Regions from separate parts of the Mus musculus genome. Here all the other regions are linked to region 3. A link is a contact called in public Hi-C and HiChIP or PLAC-seq data. All regions are on one chromosome and are shown on one strand. The core of a region is the stretch at or near the end of the contact, and the rest is flanking DNA. Distances in the headings are between cores, read along the strand shown.

Region 1 (4,008 bases), core at 725-3,224, 750 kb before region 3:
TCGGAGATCAGAAGTTCAAGGATATCTTTGGGTGCACAGTGCTTTCGGGGCCAGCCTGGACTACATAAAATCCTGACTCAAAAATAAACAAATTAGGAACTTGACATTTTGGAGGAGAAAGAGCGGAGTCCCACAGGGGAGAGATAACTCCCATTTCTCCAGGCCTTATGAAGATAGACTTCCAGGATGTGATTCAGGATCATCTGCCCAACAAGCTATCAGATGATTCAGGGAATGGGCTTTGGAAAGAGCTGGAAGCAGAGAAACATACATTCACATTCACAGAAGCTCAGAACCCCTCTCTTCCCTTTCCCTGCTTAAGTGGACGGACGGCGGGAGACTGGGTTCAGAGGATAAGGGACCCATGAAAGCAGCTATGCTGTTTCTCGGGATGAAAGAAAGTTGCCAGGAGCTGGGAGGTTGAAGGTCTGGATAAAGATCCCAGCTTTACAGAGAAATACTCCCAGCCTGGGCATGAGCCTTGTCATCAAGGATGCTGTTAGCTGTTTCACTGTGATTGGCACTGAGCCTCTCTGCTTTTAGGTTCTTTACCTGGAAAAGGAAAATACTACATTCCAGTTCTAATTTCTTCGTAGTCCTGGTTGTCCTGGAACATGCTCTGTAGACCAGGTTTGTCCTTGATCCACCTGCCTCTGCCTCTCAAGTTCTGGAACTAAGGGAGTGTGCCACCACTGTCTGGCCTGTTCTAATTTCTATAGTGTTTGGAGAGCTGGACTTGGGAAGGAGTAAAGCTATTTCAGGGCTGAATATTCAGACTTCTGAGATGGACAAAGACAGTTAATTGTACTGAAAGTGAGTGAAGCCTGAAATCTCTCAAGGGACACTTGGAGTCGAGGAACTGCTGTGACCAGGACAAGTGCAGAGCAGTAAATCAGCCCAGCTGTGGGACTGAAGAAAGGCAGGCTAGAATCACCAAGCAGTGCCACCTAAATTGTCTCTGCCCTGGGATCCAGCGCCAAAGCCCAGGAGTGATGGGAAGAAACTCCAATTAACAAGGCAGCTGTCAGTCAATCTCAATGGCAGGAAATCTGTGTGCTATTATGATCTGTACTTGGGCAAGGAATATTGGCTAGGAAGTGAGATTCTGTGTTTCCTTTCTCCAGTTTTCTTAGTAAGTTGCCTGCCTGAGAGCATTAACATCCCTTCCGCTGTTAGAGCAGAGGAGGAATCCGGGCACCCCTGGTGGTAGAGCTGTGGTTAGCAGGGGCAACACCTTTTTAGACTTGTTAGAGGAACTGGGTACAGAGTATGAAGCAGGTGGAAGGAGCCAGCATGTGAGTGTTGGGGCGGGGGTAGTGAGAGTAATGGAGACACCCCACCGTCCTCTTGACTTGCCAAGATGAAACCGAACAAGCCAGTAGGGAGACTTGGAGCGGAAAATCGCCTTGGATGATATTCCCCAGAGAGAAAGGACTAGAAGCCCAGAGTCATGGGCAGCCAGAAGCCAGCAGTCAGGGGAAGAGAGGTGAAGAGAGAAGCTATCCCTTTCCACGGATGTGCCTTGGCCCCTGACCAAGCGAAGAGGGGCAGATTTTCTGTCTTGTCCCAAGCCCCTGCATCTGCCACCTTGTTTACTTCATGTCTATTTATAGTCACAGGCTCTAAGCCTGGTATGGGACTCTGCGATTTATATGACTATAAACTTCCAAAGGGCACTGAGAACTGGCAGGGCAAAGATAGGGACAGAGGCAGGCCTCCCACGGTCAACGCATCTACCCTCCCACCTACTCTGACCTTAAATGCTACCAAAGGACAAGAGGTTCTAAGACCAGACTCAGAACACCAAGCCAGGGGCAGGAAGCCACATCACTGGTTTGACCCTTCTTCCCCTGAGTCCTGGATGTGGGGTGAGGTACAGATGTTTTAGTCTGATCTCCTTCACACACTTGGGAGCGTGTAGCGAACTTCTGTGTGGTAGCGTGGTTTCATCAGACAATGACTGAGTCTGAGCGACTCTAGACTTCAGAAGAGGAAGTGGAAGTGAAGACCTGCAGCCCAGGCTCTGCCTGCCCTATCCACTGACCAACAGGAAGAAAGATGAACCATTCTCATGGCCTCCTTCTCAGGGTGCCCTTGGAGGCCTGAGCCAGCCCACCCCTCACTCAGATCAGAGATGGTTAAGGCCTGACTATAGGATTCTGAGAGGAGCTCCTTGCCCTGTCTTTCCCCCCTAGGAGGCCCCCTGTTCAGACTCTCTACTTAATAAGTCTCCCTCTTTATGCTTGCCCACTCTCTTGCTCCTCAAGTGTTTTTAAGACTTTGAACGAGTGTCTAGACTGAGTTCTCCCTGCCCAATCCATACCAACCTCCCACGGTGCACTCCACCTTCCAACCCCCACCCTCCACTAGTCCCTACTCCAGGATCTGTCATATGAGCATTAAGGCTGGGTATATCTAAGTTCTCTGTCTGTCTCGTCTGTGTGTGTGATGTGACAAAAAAAAAAATAAATAAAATGTTATTTCTGGATATGTCTGTGAGGGTGTTCCCAGGAGAATGTTCACTTTTGGTCATTCGGCTTCTAGAAGGAAGATCTGCCATCACTCAGGTGAGGGGCAGCATCCAATCCACTGAACAAAGAGCAGAAGACCAAGCTCTGCTTGTCCTCCTGCCCTAGGAGGTGGCATTGCTGGTTCAGCCTCCCACCAGGACTCCCACCTGTCGTTCTCAGGACTAAGACTATGCTCTACTGTGACAGCTCCTAGCGACAGATCTTGGTACTTCTCAGCTTCCATGATCTGTGAGCCAATCCTTCACAGCAATAAATCAATGCCTCTCTCCTTCCCTTTCTTTCCTTCTGCCCTCTCATCTCAATCATGTCTGCTTCTCTGGCGATCCTTAATCCAGTGTCTGAACTCCAGGAGCTGGGTGGGGCAGGTATGAGGAAGAGAAAGCAAGCTGCATCCGGCTGGAAGGAGGGCAGAACTCCCTTCCTGCCCTCTCCAGGGGGAGGCAGCAGAGGACCATGGGAACTGCCCCATCCAGCTATAAGCACAAGGTTCCTTCAGGTCCTCTATCCACTGTGGAGTCCATATGGAGGCACTCGCCACTCGCGTGGTCTGAAGTTTTCACACTTGCAGCCCATTTCTCTGGTGCAAAGATACCTTGGGAAAGCTAGCCTGTTTTCAACTTAGTCTCCTGCCCCTTCTGTTCATTCTTTTTTTTTTTTTTTTAAAGATTTATTTATTTATTATGTGCAAGTACATTGTAGCAATCTTCAGGCACTCCAGAAGAGGGTGTCAGATCTCATTACAGATGGTTGTGAGCCACCATGTGGTTGCTGGGATTTGAACTCAGGACCTTTGGAAGAGCAGTCAGTGCTCTTAACCACTAAGCCATATCCCCAACCCCTTCCATTCATTCTTGAGCAGTGATTTCTTACATAAATAAGCAAACCAAGCCAAAACACTTTTTTTTTTTTTTTTTTTTTTTTTTTTTTTTTTTTTTGGAGACAGGGTCTCTCTGTATAGCTCTGGCTGTCCTGGAACTCACTTTGTAGACTAGGCTGGCCTCGAACTCAGAAATCCGCCTGCCTCTGCCCAGTGCTGGGATTAAAGGCATGCGCCACCACGCAAAACACACTTTTGTCTGCAGCTCCTGCCGCTCTTTATACCTCTCAGCTCTCATCACTGTGGGCCGAATGTGACATCAGCCTGCATAGAGCCAGTCTGGCTGGTTTAGTTTCTCTGTGTTCCCTGGGTCATCACTACGATGACTACTTTTAGGTAGAACATACCCAATCTTCCCTGGTGTCTCTTCTTCTCCACTCCTATCCAAACACTTGGCAGACTCACTTTCTTGGGTACAGGGACTGGGTCTGGCCCTGGAGATGACGAGGAAGACAGTCCTGTGTCAGCCAGCATTGGGCAGTGATGATTTGGAGGATCTAAATGCCTCAGCCTAGAAATCACACCCTCCCCCGGGCATGGGACTCTGGTCCCTCAGTCTGATAGGAAATTGGCCTTGGGAAGATCAAAGACAGGTGGAGG
Region 2 (4,010 bases), core at 498-2,997, 630 kb after region 3:
GAATAGCTTGCAACCACCTGAGCTCCAGGGTATCTGATGCTGCCTTGGGACCTCTGAGGGCACCTGCAGGCATGTGCACAAACCACTCCCCCTCCCCCAACACACACATAAAAATGCACACAAGTAAAAATAAATTGCCAGGTGGTGGTGGCAAATGCCTTTAATCCTAACACTTAAGAGGCAGAGGCAAGAGGATCTCTATGAGTTCAAGGCCAGCCTGGTCTAGAGAGTGAGTTCCAGGATAGCCAGGGCTACATAGAGAGACTCTGTTTTGAACATAAATAAATAAAAGTAAAAAATTGAAGATGGAGACATGACTCAGTGGTTAAGAGCACTGACAGCTCTTCTAGAGGTCCTGGGTTCACTTTCTTGCACCCACACTGGAGAGCTCACATAGGTCTGTAACTTTGATTGCACAGATCAAACACCCTCTTCTGGCCTTCAAAGGCACACGCGTCCACATGGTACACAAACAGATAGGCAGGCACATACTTATAAATAAAATAAAAATAAGAAATAAACTATAAGTAAACAAATGTACAGAAAGCAGAGCTGACCTACAGTAAAATTTTGTTTGAATTTTTTTTCTTTTTCCTCTTTTTTAAAGATTTATTTATTTTATTTAGGTGAGTACACGGTAGCTGCCTTCAGATGCACCAGAAGAGGACATCAGATCCCATTACAGATGGTTGTGAGCCACCATGTGGTTGCTGGGAATTGAACTCAGGACCTCTGGAAGTGCAGTCAGTGAGCCATCCTCCAGCCCAAGAATTTTCTTGGATGAACTTTTTTTTTTTAACCAACCTCTACAGACTCTCAATTTAGGATTTTCAAGTTCCTATTGCTATCCACTTCTTTCAGAGGTCCCAGTGTACATCATTTGACTCCATTGCTTTGGGATTATGGCACCACAGTGCACCATGTGGTGGAGGGTTGTTCACTCCAAGGTCGGGATGGAAAGAGAGACAAAAAGGGACCAGGATCACAATATCCCTTCAAAGGGTATACTCCAGGGACCTAACATCATAGTAGGACTTGCTTCCAAAGTAATTATAAGCAGAGTTTTAATTAAAAGGCTATTCATAAATACAAACTACTAATGATTAAAAAAAAAAAAAAAAGCCAGGTGGTGGTGGCACACATAGATGGATCTCCGTGAGTTTGAGGCCAGCCTAGTCTACAGTCAGGACTACACAGAGAAACCCTGTCTTGAAAACACATACGCACACACACACAGAATTTAATGATGTTGACATTTCTTTACCTTAGTCATTTGAATTTCATTTTCTTTGGCCTGTGCCCTTTGCTAATTTCAATAAAATATGTTAGAATTGAACAGGGTCTCTATTTTATTTTATAGATATTTTATTTTATAGATGTGGTCTCATGTATCACAGGTCGGCCTCCACTTGCTATACAGCCAAGAAAGACCCTGAACTTCTGACAGAGTTGTATTAATGTGCCTAGGTAACGCAGTGCTGGCCCTAAAACAGATAACAGAAGACACAGGGGTTGAGTAATTTGTAGCCACATCACTCCTTGGGATGCTATCCAGATCTTCTGACTCTAAACTAGAGATTCACCTAAATTATATTCTATCCCCTCCAGGGTAGCCTGCCTAAACGGTATCCTCCTTCCATGTCCATCAACTGAACATTTTAAGTAATTTTAGTAAGCAGTTTGAGCTAAGCGCATGCGGTCCTTCCTCTTCGCACGATTGGACGGTTGCGTCTCTTTTGGCCCCAGGGACTCGCCGTCGTCCGGCTGCGGGTGATCGCTAGTTGAGGTGATGGCGACTGGGACGCCGGATTCGCAAGCCCGATTTGGTCAGTCCGTGAAGGGGCTTCTCACGGAGAAGGTGAACACCTGTGGCACCGATGTAATCGCGCTCACCAAGCAGGTGCTGAAAGGCTCGCGGAGCTCCGAGGTGAGCGGGGCGTGGGCTCCCCGGGCCCAGTCCTCCTCCCAGCGCTGGCTCCGGGAGAGGCGGCGCATTGCATCCTGGGGAGTGTAGGCTTTTGGCCCAGGCGCGTGTTGCATTCTGGGTGAGTTTCTTCAGTTTAGGTTGAATGCTTGTAGTTGGAAGAGATGATGGGTGGGAAGGGGAGAAGCACAGGCGGGCAGATGAGCTGCGGCTCCTACACAGTGCCTGTTTGTGTTCATGGGCGTCTGTAGTGAACATCAGTCGCTTTTCGAATCTCGGCTTGGCGATGGCCTCAACTTCCAAGATTTCTTACACCTCTCTCTTTGTGGGTTTATTCTTTATATTTCTGGCCAAGCTCTTCACTGTTTCCTAGACAAGCTTTTTCTTTTGCCCTACCATCTCCTCCCCCTTTCTCCATCCTCCATCCGATTCTATGAATGGAATGATTTGATGACACGTACACGCTGCTTGTTGAGGTCGTTATCTGCCCTAGAGAAACCGTGTGCCCACACAAAGACACGTACATGTTCATACACTTTTCCTCATGAGACAACTCACACGCTCATGGACAGGTAAACGGGCATATGAGATGCAATGACCTCGTCTTTGGTATGTATTTACTAATGGAAAATTAAACGTATGGCGGTGCCTAATGGGCACACCTTAGTCTGAGCTCTCAAGAGACCTGGGATACAGAAGGGACTGCTTAGAAAACTTCCAATTTCACCTTCCTTAGTAACCCCTACCTTAGTAACCCTTCGGCAAGTGGTTACCGTTTCCAACTTAGTTTTCATAGGAACGGCACCTGCTTTCCTATGTAGTTGCAATAATGACACACTATGTTCTCAGGCCTTTGGATCTGTGCATGGATGTTCACAACATCTGACTTATATTACTTTAAACCTGCAGTGTAGCAAGAGCTGGCTTTCACTGACAGTGGCTGCAAAACAAAATAAAAATCCCATTACAAGAAGTGCTCGCCCTTACTGTATAACAGCTGTTGACATTGCTGACCTGATGATCTCTGGTGACATGTTTTGCATGTGGTCCCATCTGACACGTTGCTTTTAGGAATCTGTGTCAGGGGAAAGTTTGAAGAAATTAAAGAATTGTTATATTGCTTTTTTTTTTGCAGATATAAATTATGCAAATCATGGTTTCACCATTTGACACTTTATCATGGTTGCACAGAGTTCCTGGGTCGTTTTTTGTTGGCAGTCAAGTTGACTTTCCTTTCTTTTTTTTTTTTTTTTTTTTTTTGCTATTTCTAGATTCTGTTTCTTTTGTAGAAAGTGTATGTGTATGTAAAATGTTGCATACATCATACAAATGTGCACACACATTCTTCTAGATAAACAAATTGGGGGAAGAAATGCTATAAATAGGCTTAAACTTTTTAAAGGTGGGTTTGGGGCCAGCAAAATAGCTCAGCAAGACAAAGTGTGTGCTACCAAGCTGGACCATCCAAGTTTCTGTCCGAAACTGGGACCCATATGGTGGAAAGAAAAAAAAAACCAAACTTTGAAAAGTTATCATCAAGCTTCCACAAGTGTGGAAGCCATGGTACACACATCCTTTTCTCTCCTCCACAGATTAAGTAAATAAATGCAATTAAACTTTTTTTTTTTAAAGCCAAGTATAGTAGCACATGTCCTTAATCCCCGCAATTGGGAGGAAGAAGCAGGCAGAGCTCTGTGAGTTTGGTCTACAGAGTGAGTTCTAGCTTAGCCAGCCTGGCTGTCCTGAAACTCACTCTGTAGACCAGGCTGGCCTCAAACTCAGAAATCTGCCTGCCTCTGCCTCCCGAGTGCTGGGATTAAAGGTGTGCGCCACCACGCCTGGCAAGAGATGGTATTATATTTAAATCTAGTATATATTGAACATCATAATGAATTTACCTTTGCATGGTACTAGTTGGACACGCTACCAAAAAAATCACTGCCACCATTGGTTGCCCCTGAAGTAGCCCATTCCTTCCCGTTCCTCATCGTTCTATGTGTCTCTCACACAGGCATCTTCTCCTATCGGAGAGTTTGAGTGTGAGCCCATTAAACAGCATGGATTAAACCAAACTGAAGTTAACCTG
Region 3 (4,049 bases), core at 870-3,369:
TCTTTCTTTTTACCTTGTAGGTTGCAGAGAAAGAATTCAGGCCCTTGGGTTCTTCTATGGGTTAAGCTATCTGATGGGCTCATGGTCTTGAATATACTCACAATCCTCTTGCCACCTCCACCCCCATGCAGTGTTCCAGTCATGTGCCACCAGACCTAGCTTGCTATGTATTTTGATATGTGTGTGCTTTTTATTTGTTTGGAGGCCAGAAGTAGATGTTGAATCTCTTTTAGTAGTTCTACCTTACTATTTTTTTTGTAGGTATAAATGTTTTACCTTTATGAAGTGCTTGTGAAGGACTGAAGAGGGTGGCAGATGCCCTGAAACTGGAGCTAGGGATGGTTGGGTGCAGCTAGTGTTCTCAACTGCTGAGCCATCTCTCCAGCCCCCAGTTTTGGACTATTTCAAATAATTTGGGTTCTTTTTTTTTTTTTTTCCAGGGCTGGAGATATGGCTCAGCAGTTAAGAGCTCTGACTGCTCTTCCAGAGGTTTTGAGTTCAACTCCCAGCAACCACATAGTGGCTCACAACCATCTGTAATGGGATCCAATGCCCTCTTCTGGTGTGTCTGAAGACAGTGGCAGTATATTCACATACATAAAATAAATAAATCTTAAAAAAATTTTTTTTGACCTATAGGTTTATTGACTTTGTGTTTATGGGTTTGCAAGGGTGGGTGCACACGTGTGGATGCCCAAAGGCATCTTTAGAGAGTCAGTTTTCAACCCTTGCACCACATCTTTTTTTTTTTTTATAAGATTTATTATTTATTTGTTATATGTAAGTACACTGTAGCTGTCTTCAGACACCTCGGAAGAGGGCATCAGATATTATAGATGGTTGTGAGCCACCATGTGTTTCCTGGGATTTGAACTCAGGACCTTTGGAAGAGCAGTCAGTGTTCTTAACTGCTGAGCCATCTCTCCAGCCCCGCACCACATCTTCTAATGGACTTTGGGAATGTAATTCAGGCTTGGTGGCAAAGTTCCTTTAGCTGCTGAGCTATCTCATTGGCAATCAAATGTATCAAATATATGTGTATGCCATGCATACGTAAATAACCCTCCCCCCACCCCCAAAGAAAATCTGATCTAAAGATCACCTGGAGCTGGAGTTATTGGTGTTCGTGAGCTACCTGACAAGGGATGCTAGATACTCTGAGAGAACAAGTAATCGCAATTACTGAGCATTCTCTCTAACCCCCTCCAATAATCTAAGGTTTCGTAATAATAAGTGTTGCTTTAAAAAACTGAAAATATGACGAATGAATGAACATTAGAAATAGGAATGAAGTGTAAAAATACAGAAAAGGATCGTGGTTGGCTGGGATAATCAGAAAAGCTTTCCTACATTAAATATGACTTGAAGGCTATTTTGAGGTTAGAAGTTCCATGCAGAGAAACAAAGGGAAGGAGAACACTTTTTGTTTGGTTGTTTGGCTTGGTTTGTTTTTCAAGACAGGGTTTCTCTGTGTAGCTCTGGCTGTCCTGGAACTCTCTCTGCAGACCAGGCTGTCCTGGAACTCAGAGATCTGCCGCCTCTGCCTCCCAAGTGCTGGGATTAAAGGAGTGCGCCGCCACTGTTCGGTGAAGAACACTTGAAGGATGGCAAGGAATTCTGGAGTAAAGAAGTTTGATAGAGAGAAACCAACCTAGTTTTCTGAGTAACTGTAGCGAAAGAATGGAAGATGCGGTATTTTTATAGAAACATTTGCACTAGTGCTGCAGTATGAGATTAGCTGAGGGTTAGTGTCTAGACTGGGAGTATCCACTTGGGGGTGCTGCTTGAAAACAGCGGTCGACTTGAAGTAAGGTGGAAGGAAAGTACAGGAGGAAGAACATCAAACAAAGAGGTCTAACATCTGGGCAATTTAACAAAAAATAAAGTGATATTTTCCTTACTACTGCGTACTCAGCAGCTTGGTCAAAAGTGAGCCCTACAATACGCATACAGCACTACCCGCTAATCTTCCTTCATAGACTACAATTCCCAGAAATCCTCGAGGGAGGTCAGGGCCTTTATCTTTTTCCAGGTTGCAAAGTGGTTCGCTGCATGGTCTTCTGGGATTCGTAGTCTTGCAGTGTCCTTCGGGAGATGTAGTTCCTTTCCCACAATCGGCTGGGCGAGGCGGCGCCGGCGATCAGAGCAGCGCTGGGTGTTCAGGGGCCAAGATGGCGGCGCGCCGGGGACGGAGAGACCGAGTCGCGCCGCCTCCGACTGGGGGCCCGGGTCCTGACCCTGGCGGTGGAGTGCGTGGCGGCAGTTGGGCGAGTCGAAGCCAAGCGCCGTATGGGACCGGGGGCTCCGTGAGCGCCGCGGAGCAGGTGAGAGGGTGGCCGGCGGCCCGCGGCTGGCAGCAAAGCGGCGTGTGCCGGGCGGTGACACGTGGACGCCACAGGAAAGGGAGGAAGCACTTGCGTGCCGATGCTGCGGGAGTTGGGTAGGGCTGAAAAGACCGAAGTTGTCTGCGGAGGGTATGGCAGCAGAGCCAGGGACCCTGCGGCGATTCCTGGGCACGCCAGAGGGACAGTGTCGGGCGTCAGAAAGGTGGCCCTAGATGGGGCGTCAGGGACTCGGGATTGGAGTTGAAGGCTAAGACTTCTTCCTAAGGATGCCGGAGGAGCTTCACCAGCTTGGCGCCGTAGTTCCTTTTTCGGAGCACGTGGGGTGTGGGGGGGACGATTTCCCGGGAGAACTTGTCTGCCTCCCCCTCCCCCTAGGCGGCGCGGGCGCCCACGTGGGTAGGGCTCGCCGGCGGGGGCGGGGGGAGCTCGGGGCGCGGGTCCACGTGGGGGCGGGGAAGGGATGTCCACGTGGCTCCTGTCCCAGGCTGTCGGGCATCTAGTATCCGCGCCGGAGTTGCACTGCCGGGAACTGGGTGTGTCTCAGCCGCTCCCGCCATCTCTAAAGCCTGTGCTGGGACCTCTGGTCTGGAGGGAGGTAGGGACTGCTGGAGGCAACTTTGCTCAGAGCCTTAGGAGTTTTTTCTCTCTCGCCTGCGTCTACAACGCCTTCTGTCGGTAGATGGTGGACTTTCCAGATGTTCTCAAAGTCGGCTTCCTAGAAATGTCAGGGTGTGAGGCGAGGATTAGAGGATTTGAGACTAAAGGGCTGTGGAGAAAGGAGTTCGTGGAGGCTTCTGTCTGACCGTCTTGGAGTGAGTTGTGTGTCATAGACATTGGCGGTTTGGTTGCCTGCAGTCCTTCATATGTGTGGTTCAAGGGTCATGGGAGTGTCAACTAACCTGTGACTAGTTTAATTTTTCCCCTCATTTTGTTTCTAGCATCTTTTTTGGGGAGGAGATAGTTAAGGCGTGCTTGGGTGAATTCTCAGCTACAGCTTCGGGAATTGTGTCTGTGTGAGGCTTTTTGGAGTTTTTCATGGAGATAGGAAAAAGTGAGAGGTGGTTTGAGAACTATTGAATATATGTAGTTGAACATTTAATGGGTCAGGAAAAATGTTTTGTGCTGGGCTTCCGAAAATGCTCAAATCAGGTTTGCAGTGAAGTGAGCAGGAATTAGTTGTCTTTTTGACAGCAACCCCATACGAGGTTTGATTGCAGGCTTCCCAGTAATACTAGGTCCAGCAAAACAGCCTAGGGGGGAATGACTTTTGGGGCATGCTCTGGGATCAACCATCCTTTTTCCTCCAACTTTTTACAACATCTGTGGTCAGCACTGTTCATCATCTGGGAGAGACAGTAGGGGTCCAAGATCCAGCAACAGTAGAAGTTACATGGTCTGTCAACTCAGTATTTATCAGGGTGTCATATTTAAGTACTGATGTTGCTAAACCACACAGATGTGATCCTTGCAGTATCCTAAGTTTAACTCAGGAGAGACATAATAAATAGTGGTGGGTAAAGCTGAAGGAAAGTGCAGGTTAGTTTGGAGTATGTAGTCATCAGAAATCTAGTTTGAAGTCTACAAATGGAAGAGTCCTTTTAAATTGAGACTCCTAAGGCCCTGTGAAAAACTTTTCTCAAAGGGAATAGGAAGTGAAGATCAAAGGCATGGCTTATGGGAAGAACTGAGGCCAGCCTAGCAGAA

The links. Hi-C and Micro-C count contacts between places; a contact is called where the count stands out from the background. HiChIP or PLAC-seq counts read pairs in DNA pulled down with a chosen protein or histone mark.
Region 1: a contact with region 3 is called in an H3K27ac HiChIP or PLAC-seq map of microglia, with 8 times the contacts expected there. The contact joins the enhancer-like site here to the promoter of Pprc1 in region 3. A contact is called at or near these places in 6 of 115 datasets of contacts at active chromatin or transcription factors (embryonic hindbrain, embryonic stem cells, microglia and 2 more) and 1 of 9 other capture datasets (embryonic stem cells).
Region 2: a Hi-C map of B cells shows a contact between it and region 3, with 12 read pairs. The contact joins the promoter of Borcs7 here to the promoter of Pprc1 in region 3. A contact is called at or near these places in 1 of 39 promoter capture datasets (pre-B cells), 1 of 484 Hi-C or Micro-C datasets (B cells) and 1 of 115 datasets of contacts at active chromatin or transcription factors (pancreatic cancer cells).

Annotation. Positions count from the first base shown.
Region 1 is chr19:45,306,162-45,310,169 of GRCm38.p6, forward strand. No RefSeq gene overlaps it. Among named protein-coding and RNA genes, the nearest start is that of Gm29595, 4.8 kb to the left of the region's middle. Within about 2 kb of position 1,975, at least 59 of the 459 cell types and tissues checked have an H3K27ac peak or open chromatin away from gene starts, as enhancers often do. A contact at or near this core is called in microglia, where this site is marked.
Region 2 is chr19:46,688,159-46,692,168 of GRCm38.p6, forward strand. It overlaps Borcs7 (BLOC-1 related complex subunit 7), which reads left to right and starts at 1,748. Exons shown (of 5, transcript NM_025563.3): 1 at 1,748-1,927. The coding sequence starts at 1,790.
Region 3 is chr19:46,054,420-46,058,468 of GRCm38.p6, forward strand. Pprc1 (peroxisome proliferative activated receptor, gamma, coactivator-related 1) reads left to right here and starts at 2,120. Exons shown (of 14, transcript NM_001081214.1): 1 at 2,120-2,324. The coding sequence starts at 2,172.